2 separate regions of the Dromaius novaehollandiae genome follow, and region 1 is linked to region 2. Evidence: chromatin contacts called from public Hi-C data. All regions are on one chromosome and are shown on one strand. The core of a region is the stretch at or near the end of the contact, and the rest is flanking DNA. Distances in the headings are between cores, read along the strand shown.

Region 1 (4,033 bases), core at 212-2,711, 250 kb before region 2:
CATGTCAGAGTTATGAACTGCAGTTCATGCAGTTACTGATTTTTTATTATCCACAAGGGATTTTTCCAGACTTTTTTTTAAGCTAGCAATGAACGTTGACCTCAGAGGAGCTGAGAAAAGAAGTACTAACGCAAGCCTGCCTTACAAACCTGAGGGGGTTGTGGGGGAAGCACAAAGCAATGCATGTGGCAACACAGAGGCCCTGGTCAGTGCTGCTGCCTCCAGGCAGCTGCACAGACTGTAAACAACATGAGGGCTACTCTTGATCTTCATGCAAAGTTGCACAGGCTCAGGAGAGTAAAATATGTTACTTAAATGTAGTTCCCTATTCTGCCTAGCCACTGCTTCCCACACTGCATGTCTTAGGAGAGCCACAGAGACTCTTCACTTCTTAAAGTTATTTCCATTAACAGATCAGAAATGAATGCAAAAGGAAGGAGACAGTGGAAGATTTCACAGTTCTGATTTTTAATGTTCTTTCCATTTTTTGGCTGCTTACATGCTACATGATTTGCAGAAATACACAATACTGTATCATCAGTCTCCTTCCTGAGATAGCACTGCAGTTTTAACTAGTGTGTGCTCTAAAGCAACACAAACAAGTGAAAACAAAATCCTCAGGACGAGAGAAGTCTCAGAAAGGTTATTACTGGTAAATATTGCCTCCATTTCATACAGCAACAGGTGCACAGATGACCTCAGGGCCAGAGGCAAAGGCAGATACCGGACTGATGCCCCCAACAGCTTGTGGCATACTAGAAAGGCACATCTTTAATAGATGAAAACCTGAATATTAATACCAAACTTGCAAATATTTTTTCCTGTTTCGCTACTTTTGGGAACTGCAGGCCACAGTGTTTTGGGGTATTTTAAGCATGCGTCAACACAAATTGTTGCTGCTAGAACTCAGGAAATATTTTCATGCGGTAATGCCTCGGGGCATTCAGGAGGTGCTCACGCCACCAATGACCCAAGAGCAGAGCTGAACTTAATCGCCCGCTGTGATTCGCCCCGTGACATCCTACCTCCTCTCCACCGTCTGCTTCTGCTTGTCAATAATGACAGGCTTTGGAGGCGGCTTGAATTTCGCTGGCTCTCCATCGCTGCTACTTCGGTACCCCGAGAAAGAAAAACACCCTGCAAAGATAAAAAAGATAAAAAAACCTGAAAAACCTGTTTTCAGGCAGAACTGATCCCTTCCCCCCAAGAGGGGTGCAGGTCAAGACCTGCACCAGGGCCCTGCAAAGCAGAGCCGGGCCAGGGCAGGGGGTACGGGCCGGGCCGGGCCGGGCCGGGCTGTCCTTACTGCCGGGCGCCGCGGGCCGGGCGACGGCGACGGCGAGGCCCGCCAAGGCAGCCGCAGGCCGCTCCCACAGCCTCCCGCAGGCCGCTGCCATGGCGACTGCGGCCACTTCCGGCCTGGCGGCACAGGCGCGCCGGGCTCTACGGCGAGCGCAAGGGGCCAAAATACTCCCAAGGGCGGAGTGGGCGCTTGGGCGGGGAGGCGCTGGGCTTGGGGCCCGGCCGAGCTCCCGCCTCTTCCCAACGGGCTTCTCGACACCCAAACCACCGCATGGGGCAGCCCAGCGTGTGCCTGGGGACGGGGAGGGGAGCTTCATGCCTGCCTGGGTGCTGGGGCAGGCCGGGCTCAGTCACTGTGGTGCCCCGGCCTATGTGGGCCCCTTGCTCGCTCGCATCACCTGTCTGCCTGCCATGGGGATCATCCCCTGCTCCTCCATTGGGATTGATCCCTGCCCCTGCCCTGCCATGGGGATGGATCCCTGCCCCGCCATGGGGATCATCCCCTGCCCCGCCATGGGGATCGATCCCCTGCCCTGCCATGGGGATCGGCCTCTTCCCGCCCATGGGGATCATCCCCTGCTCTGCCATTGGGATTGATCCCTACTTCACCACAGGCATCATCCCCTGCCCCACCATGGGGATCAGCCCCTGCCCCATTGCAGGAATTGGCCCTGGTGGCTGTGGTGAGCGTGGGCGGCTGAGCCATGGTGTTGAGGAGACAGGCATCCCTCCAAGGGAGCAGAAAGCAAAGCGGCTCATGTCACCGCCGCAAGCAGATTTGGGGTGGGGGAGAGGGAAGCGAGAGGATGGGGACTGAGCACCCCAGCTCCAAGGCAAAGGTGGGGGAAAGGGAGCAGGTGCCATGGCCTGCGGGGCACCAGCGGACAGGGCCTCCCTGACCCTGCAGAGCGGCGCTGCGCCCCTGCCTCCGATCCCTCAGGCCCAGCGGTTCGGCACGGGTTGTCCTGCACCCGTCAGGCCCTCACCATGCCCGGCCTGGGCCAGAGCCTGCAAGCGGAGCCCCAAACCCTGCTGGCCCCCCAGGCCCTGGTAAGTGTGTGGAAACGCAGCACCTTGCGTGGGACCCATCTGCATCCGGCATGGCGGGGGCTAAAAAGCAAAGTGGGAGCCTCTAGTGTGACTTTGCTCTCATCGGTGGCAGTGAGAAGACAGCGTGGACGTACTCATACAAGCTCCTTGTGGAAACCAGGTGGGCTCTACCACAGTTCCTTAATTCTGGCCCTGCTGCCTGAACTAACTCTGCTGTTTCCAGAACTACACTGCTTGGAGAAGCAGGATGCTGCCTCCCGTGTGTTTTCCTGATATAAAGGAGCAGCTATTACATTTTCCTGGACCACTGTTAGCTGTAACCATAGTTTAAGTAACCTACAGCCCAAGCAATCACACCATGATTAGTTTAGAAATGATTGTATACATTGGTGTTACTGAGCTACTTTTAATGTCTGTTCCAGTCAGACTTCCTCAGGTGCCAGTCTGGATTCAAGTAGTGGCTACAGAGGCAAAAGAGAGGCTAGGTTTAAATGCAGAGAGGGCAGACTTATAAATAACATCCCGTTGTTTAAACTTTACAGGGATTTGCTTCAAAATATGTGTCACCTCATGAACTAATTGGATCAATCGTGTTGCCTGTGATGTTCCCTTTGGCCCTATTTGTTGGTGGCAGCTGACTTTGTAACCTGCCTAAGCCCTCACATTGACAAGAGTTATTTTCTAGTTTGTGATAAGCTGTTTGGATTCTTACCTCCTGGTTAGAAGAAGCTAAGGTGTGCATAAGACAAGTCATGGCATTTCTTGATGATCTGCTGGTCTAACACAAAAATGAGTCAGTAATCAGAGCAGGGATGTGACAAAAGGGGGCACTCTAACCCTTAAAATACAAAAAATTCTCCACCAACACTAAGTACGGCACCTGAAAAAAAATCCCTCTTCCGGAGGGTTTTCTTTTTTTTTGATATCTTGTTAATGCCTAAGCACTGTTAAAAAGGCAGAGGGATATGTCTCTGGGGGGTGAGCCAAGGTCTTCCATTAAGTGTCATCCTTCATGTTACAGTCTTTGGAGTCTTTTCCAATATTTCAGTATCCTTCTTGAACTGTTCATCTCAAAACTGAACACAGCAGTTCAGTAAGGCTCACAGTCATCCCAAATGTGGAGATATGATAGCTCATGGTGTTCAGCTGTGTTTATACCTGGCACTGAGGTAGCCCTTTTGGCCACAACATTGCATTGAGAGCTCGGGTTCAACCATTACTCAGCTGGACACGCTCCCACCTCCAGCCATTTCAAAACCCTTCCTTTCCGGGAAACAAGTCTATCCTGTAAGTATGGCCTGGATTCTTTGTCTCTGCAAGTGCACCTTTGCACCTGGGATGTGCATTTTGGTGACCTGTCCGCCTCATTGTTGAATGGTCCCCTGATGTTTGTCATTGCAGGTGTATCAATAATGACAACATATTTGCTCTGAGATCACTGATAAATCTAATCCCTCTTGGACCTAAATAGACACATACTTCCTTGCTAATGAGTTCCCCAAGTGATGGTACTACTTGTCAGAGGAAAAAGCCTGATGTTTTGAGACTAACCTGTGGTACAGGAGACCTGGCCTGTGTCTCACTGTACCCTTTCTCTGTGACTTGGAGCAGGTAATTTTTGTTCCCTGTGCTTTAGGTCAACTTTTTTGCAAGCATGAATACCCAAAGGACTGTGACCTTC
Region 2 (4,088 bases), core at 217-2,716:
CTGTGTGTGTGTGGTTCCCAGTTTCTAAGTATCTAAGCAATCTGAAAAAACTCATAGTAAATCATTACTAAAACATTACTGGAGCCCCATCTCTTTCCCATGGCTGAATTCAGATGCCCTTACATAAGCTAAATGTGCCAGGAGTTCTCAAAGGGATATTTATTACGAGGAACTGTCTTACATGTCATATGAATGTGTGTTCTTCAGAAAGGCAATTTCCTATTAAATCCTCCTGAAGCTGTCTGAAGGATTACCAGCATTAAAAAGTGGTATAATCATGCTTGGGAGAATGTCCTGAAATCCAGTTAGTTTTTTAAGTATTATCTTTATTTTGAATTATTACTGATGTTTTTGATTTTGAAGCTTTTCTTCCATTTTCCTGCTAGTGTTTCCCATGTATTCCTGCATGATTTTGGATTGGTTGGGTGCCAGCAAAGTGAAGAGTAAAGAAAACAAAACCCCAAATGAAATGCTTCTGTGTTACTGATGTGAAGTATATCAGAGAGCATTAGCTTCAAAGCTGTTCAAAGGGAAACACTTTGGAGAATTTCTATTCCATTATGAAATTTAAAACATTGTATTTTCAGCCTGAAAAGGTCTGGAAAAAAAGAAAAAAGAAATTGTGAGAATTTTCCTAAGGAAAAATTATGTCTTTTCAGCTGCTCCACCTTCTCCTGAGATTTCAGTTCAATTCTGAATGAGGAAGCCTCCCCTACTGAATGCCTCCAGATTTCCTTGGAGGTTGCCCATGTCTGTATTAACCAACTCCAACTCTGCTAGCATTTGAGAGCTGCGAAAAAGACAGTTCTGTGGACACTACGAACTGGAAGTTCACATCTTGCAGTCATTTTCTTAACAGTCCGTTTTCTCACTCTAAGAACACTTGCAAATATTTTAGGAGCAAGGAGGCATTTGGCTATGCAGCCAGAAACACATGGCTGCATGGAGGCTGTGAGCCCTCAGGTAGCAGCTCATTCACCGCAGGGTTGTATGAACTGTGATTTAAATGAAAAAATATCAACCTGCTTTCCAGGCACTGCTGAGGCACAGACACATCCTCTCTCCCCCTTGGAATTCGAACACAAGCCAAACAAAGGTGAGAAAATATGGTCCCTCCCTGTGTGGCTCTTTTATAGAGGAAAAGAATAATTGCTGCCTAAATTCAGTTTTAACTGCGCTCCATCCCCAGGTCCCAGACTTTGCTATGTATCAGCCAACTGTAAAACCGCAAAGAACAGAATACAGGGAAAGAAGTTATTTTTGGCTTTTGAATTGCATAATCTTTTAGGTAAGACATTTAGCAGATGACGGAGTAACCAGGGAAAGCAATGAAATCCGCTGGGCAGCTCGTTACTGGTGTTGAGCTGAACGTGTGAAGAACCGGAGGGGAGCGGCGTTAATGGACTGTAGCGCATAGGAAGTGAGCAGCCTGAGTGATAAGGTCTGGATCTGGAGTTTGGCAATTCCCACAGGTTGCCTGAAAGATTTAGGGCCCAGCATTTCTGCATGATCTGTTAAAGAGTCTACTACAGAGGAAAGACTGCACGGTGAACAAAACCAGCTGTGTCTTTTGCTCTCGCCACAACGAATTCAATATTAAGGAGCCACGGGGGCTCCAGTTGGGTCCAGAACACCATATTTACTAATGTATACCACATGCAAGCCGTATCTAACCAGGTACCCTGCTCCTCAGGCAGCCCGCTGGTGGCTGTGGGGACACACCAGACCAGAAGGACTCTAGTATGCTCCCATAGTACGTAAAAGGTTGCAAAACAGTGCCAGTATGCCATAAAAACACTGAAAAATGTTACCCTTTAGATAATATAACTCACTGATGGAGCTCTTCTTCTTTATTTCCATCACAAGAGGGAGCGCATGATATGTGGCTTGCTGATGGCCAAAGAAACAAGGTGCTGCCAGGGAAATCTGTTTCCATCTCCAGCTCTCAGGGTTAGAAAGGCGGATGAGAGCCAACGCTCTGTCTCCTCCTCTGGCATGTGGGGATGAAAGGGGAAGGCAGAAAAAAAAGAGCAAAATGGCACAAGGTACCTGACTTTTGGATGCGCATCTGCTGATGTGGTTTTGAGTGTGTGCTGCAGTGGTTGCTTCCACTCACAGCTGTGGCCAACTCTGGTATGGCGAGGGTGATTTTCTCACCACTCCCCACCCGTGTTGGGCTGCCAGCACCTGCTAGAGCCTACGCAAACCCTGAGCTTTCCCATGTTTCATGCATGCGTGCCTGCTGCAATAACAGTGCTTGCTGCCTCAGAGGCTCTCCTGCCTCTGGGCTGCTTCCCTGCTGGCTTGCAAAATGTGGCGGGTTTGCAGGTGTTGCCGTGTTTGCCACCCACCTCCAGCGTGGCCCTGGCAGGCAGCTCCATATGGAAAATCCTTGAGCTTGGCTCAGGGAAATGCTCGGGAGTTGGTTCCCTGGCTCTGTAATGGGAAAAGCAGCACCTCCTCCTGCTAGACCCCATGCTGGTGGGTTGCTTGGGAGGCTCCACTTGTCCTTGATGGGGCCAGGACGGCACAGGAGACCCCATGGCACGGGACGGGCACCTGGGCCCTGAGAGGGGAGAAGGGAGGAAGGCGACACTCATATTCCCCTTCTTGCCTCTGTAAATCTAAGCCTGGCCAGGAAACAGCACCCTGACAGCTTTACTGTGAATGGTTTCTATTAGCAAAACCCCAAAAGTTAACTTATGTGGACTGAGCTGTGTGCGTGCCCTGTGTAATAGGTGGCTCCTGACCAGCACGCAAAATAGTGGCCACTCCAGGAAAAAAAACGCTCTAAGATGTGTTAATGCGGACTATCAGGAGCACAGGGGAGATAAATCATGGCAACACCCCCAAGAAGCAGTCCTGGACACCCAGAGATCCATAGCGCGGAAACCACTGCTGCGGGAAAGCGATACCAGGGAGAGTGGAGAATATCAAAATCCAGTGCTTAACAGCAGGCACTGACACACATGTGCAGCATCTAAATAAATGTGGTGTGAAACTGAAAGGTATTGAGCATCCAAAGTGGCCATGAAAGATGAGGACATAAAGTGGATGTGTGCATCGAAGCAGACCCGCGTCCCTCGTTGATCATGCTCTTATCTGGTAAATCACAGCCTCTGTTACAAGAGAATTATTGTCTCTCTGCTTAACGCATGTTAATCAACACAGCAAATTACTCTGTTCCCCCAGGTCTTATTAAGAGCTAACAGCAATTTTCAGCAAGTTACCAGACTGCGAAAGCTGCAACTTTGACACAATGTGTGAGAAACCATTTCCTAGCTTATAAAGAATAAAGTCCATGTTTTTAATTGTTAAATTGTGTCTGTGGTATTAGTTTGTTTATTTCAGTAGCATGACAATAAACAAATTCCCTGAAAAGTGGGTAAGATTAAAAGTGTGAGATCTCTAGTTAAATGTGTGTGTCTTCTAGTCCATCCTGGGCTTTTTAACTACCTTACCAATTTGAGAAAGTCGGTCGTTCACAATGGATTTTAGATTCAGCAGGAATTACTAATGATACTTCTAAAGAAATGCATTAAAACAGATATCTTTAGGAACAGCTAATGGCTTTGCGAGTTCTCATTTTCCTGGAAAATAGGATTTTCCCAGTCCACCTTTTTTCTGGCCAGCTGTTTGGAATTAAAGCCAAACCTTCAAGGGCCTATTTTTCTCTCACTTGTACCAACGTGAATCAAAAGTTAACTGTTAATGTCAGTGCTGTAAAACTGGAGGAAATGAGAGAAGAATTAACTTGGATGAAATCTAATTTACTTTTTTGCTTTGTATTTTCCCAGGTTGCAATCTAGATTAAAATACTCACTGACACATACAAATGGGGAACTGACACAACACACCATCTGTGGGAGAGGAAAATTAAGTATTTTTTTCTGAACTCCCAGACTCGGTGTAGAGCAAACAAAAATGGACAAAGCACTTCACCAGTTTTGTGCTAACAAAACAGAGCAGGAAAGCTATACAAATACCTCCTGACTGCAATTCAAGGCATCTGGCATAAAGCAATTTGAGTGAAACCCTGGATTCGAAGGGTTAATGCATGTTTGCACAAGCACCACAAGCTGTCATGG

Evidence for each region. Hi-C and Micro-C count contacts between places; a contact is called where the count stands out from the background.
Region 1: a Hi-C map of liver shows a contact between it and region 2, with 15 times the contacts expected there. The contact joins the promoter of MRPL19 here to the enhancer-like site in region 2. A contact is called at or near these places in 2 of 4 Hi-C or Micro-C datasets (brain and liver).

The regions. Positions count from the first base shown.
Region 1 is chr3:8,323,750-8,327,782 of bDroNov1.hap1, reverse strand. MRPL19 (mitochondrial ribosomal protein L19) reads right to left here and starts at 1,461. Exons shown (of 6, transcript XM_026092327.2): 1 at 1,307-1,461; 2 at 1,026-1,137. The coding sequence starts at 1,397.
Region 2 is chr3:8,072,864-8,076,951 of bDroNov1.hap1, reverse strand. No RefSeq gene overlaps it. Among named protein-coding and RNA genes, the nearest start is that of EVA1A, 240 kb to the left of the region's middle. Within about 2 kb of position 1,466, at least 2 of the 2 cell types and tissues checked have open chromatin away from gene starts, as enhancers often do.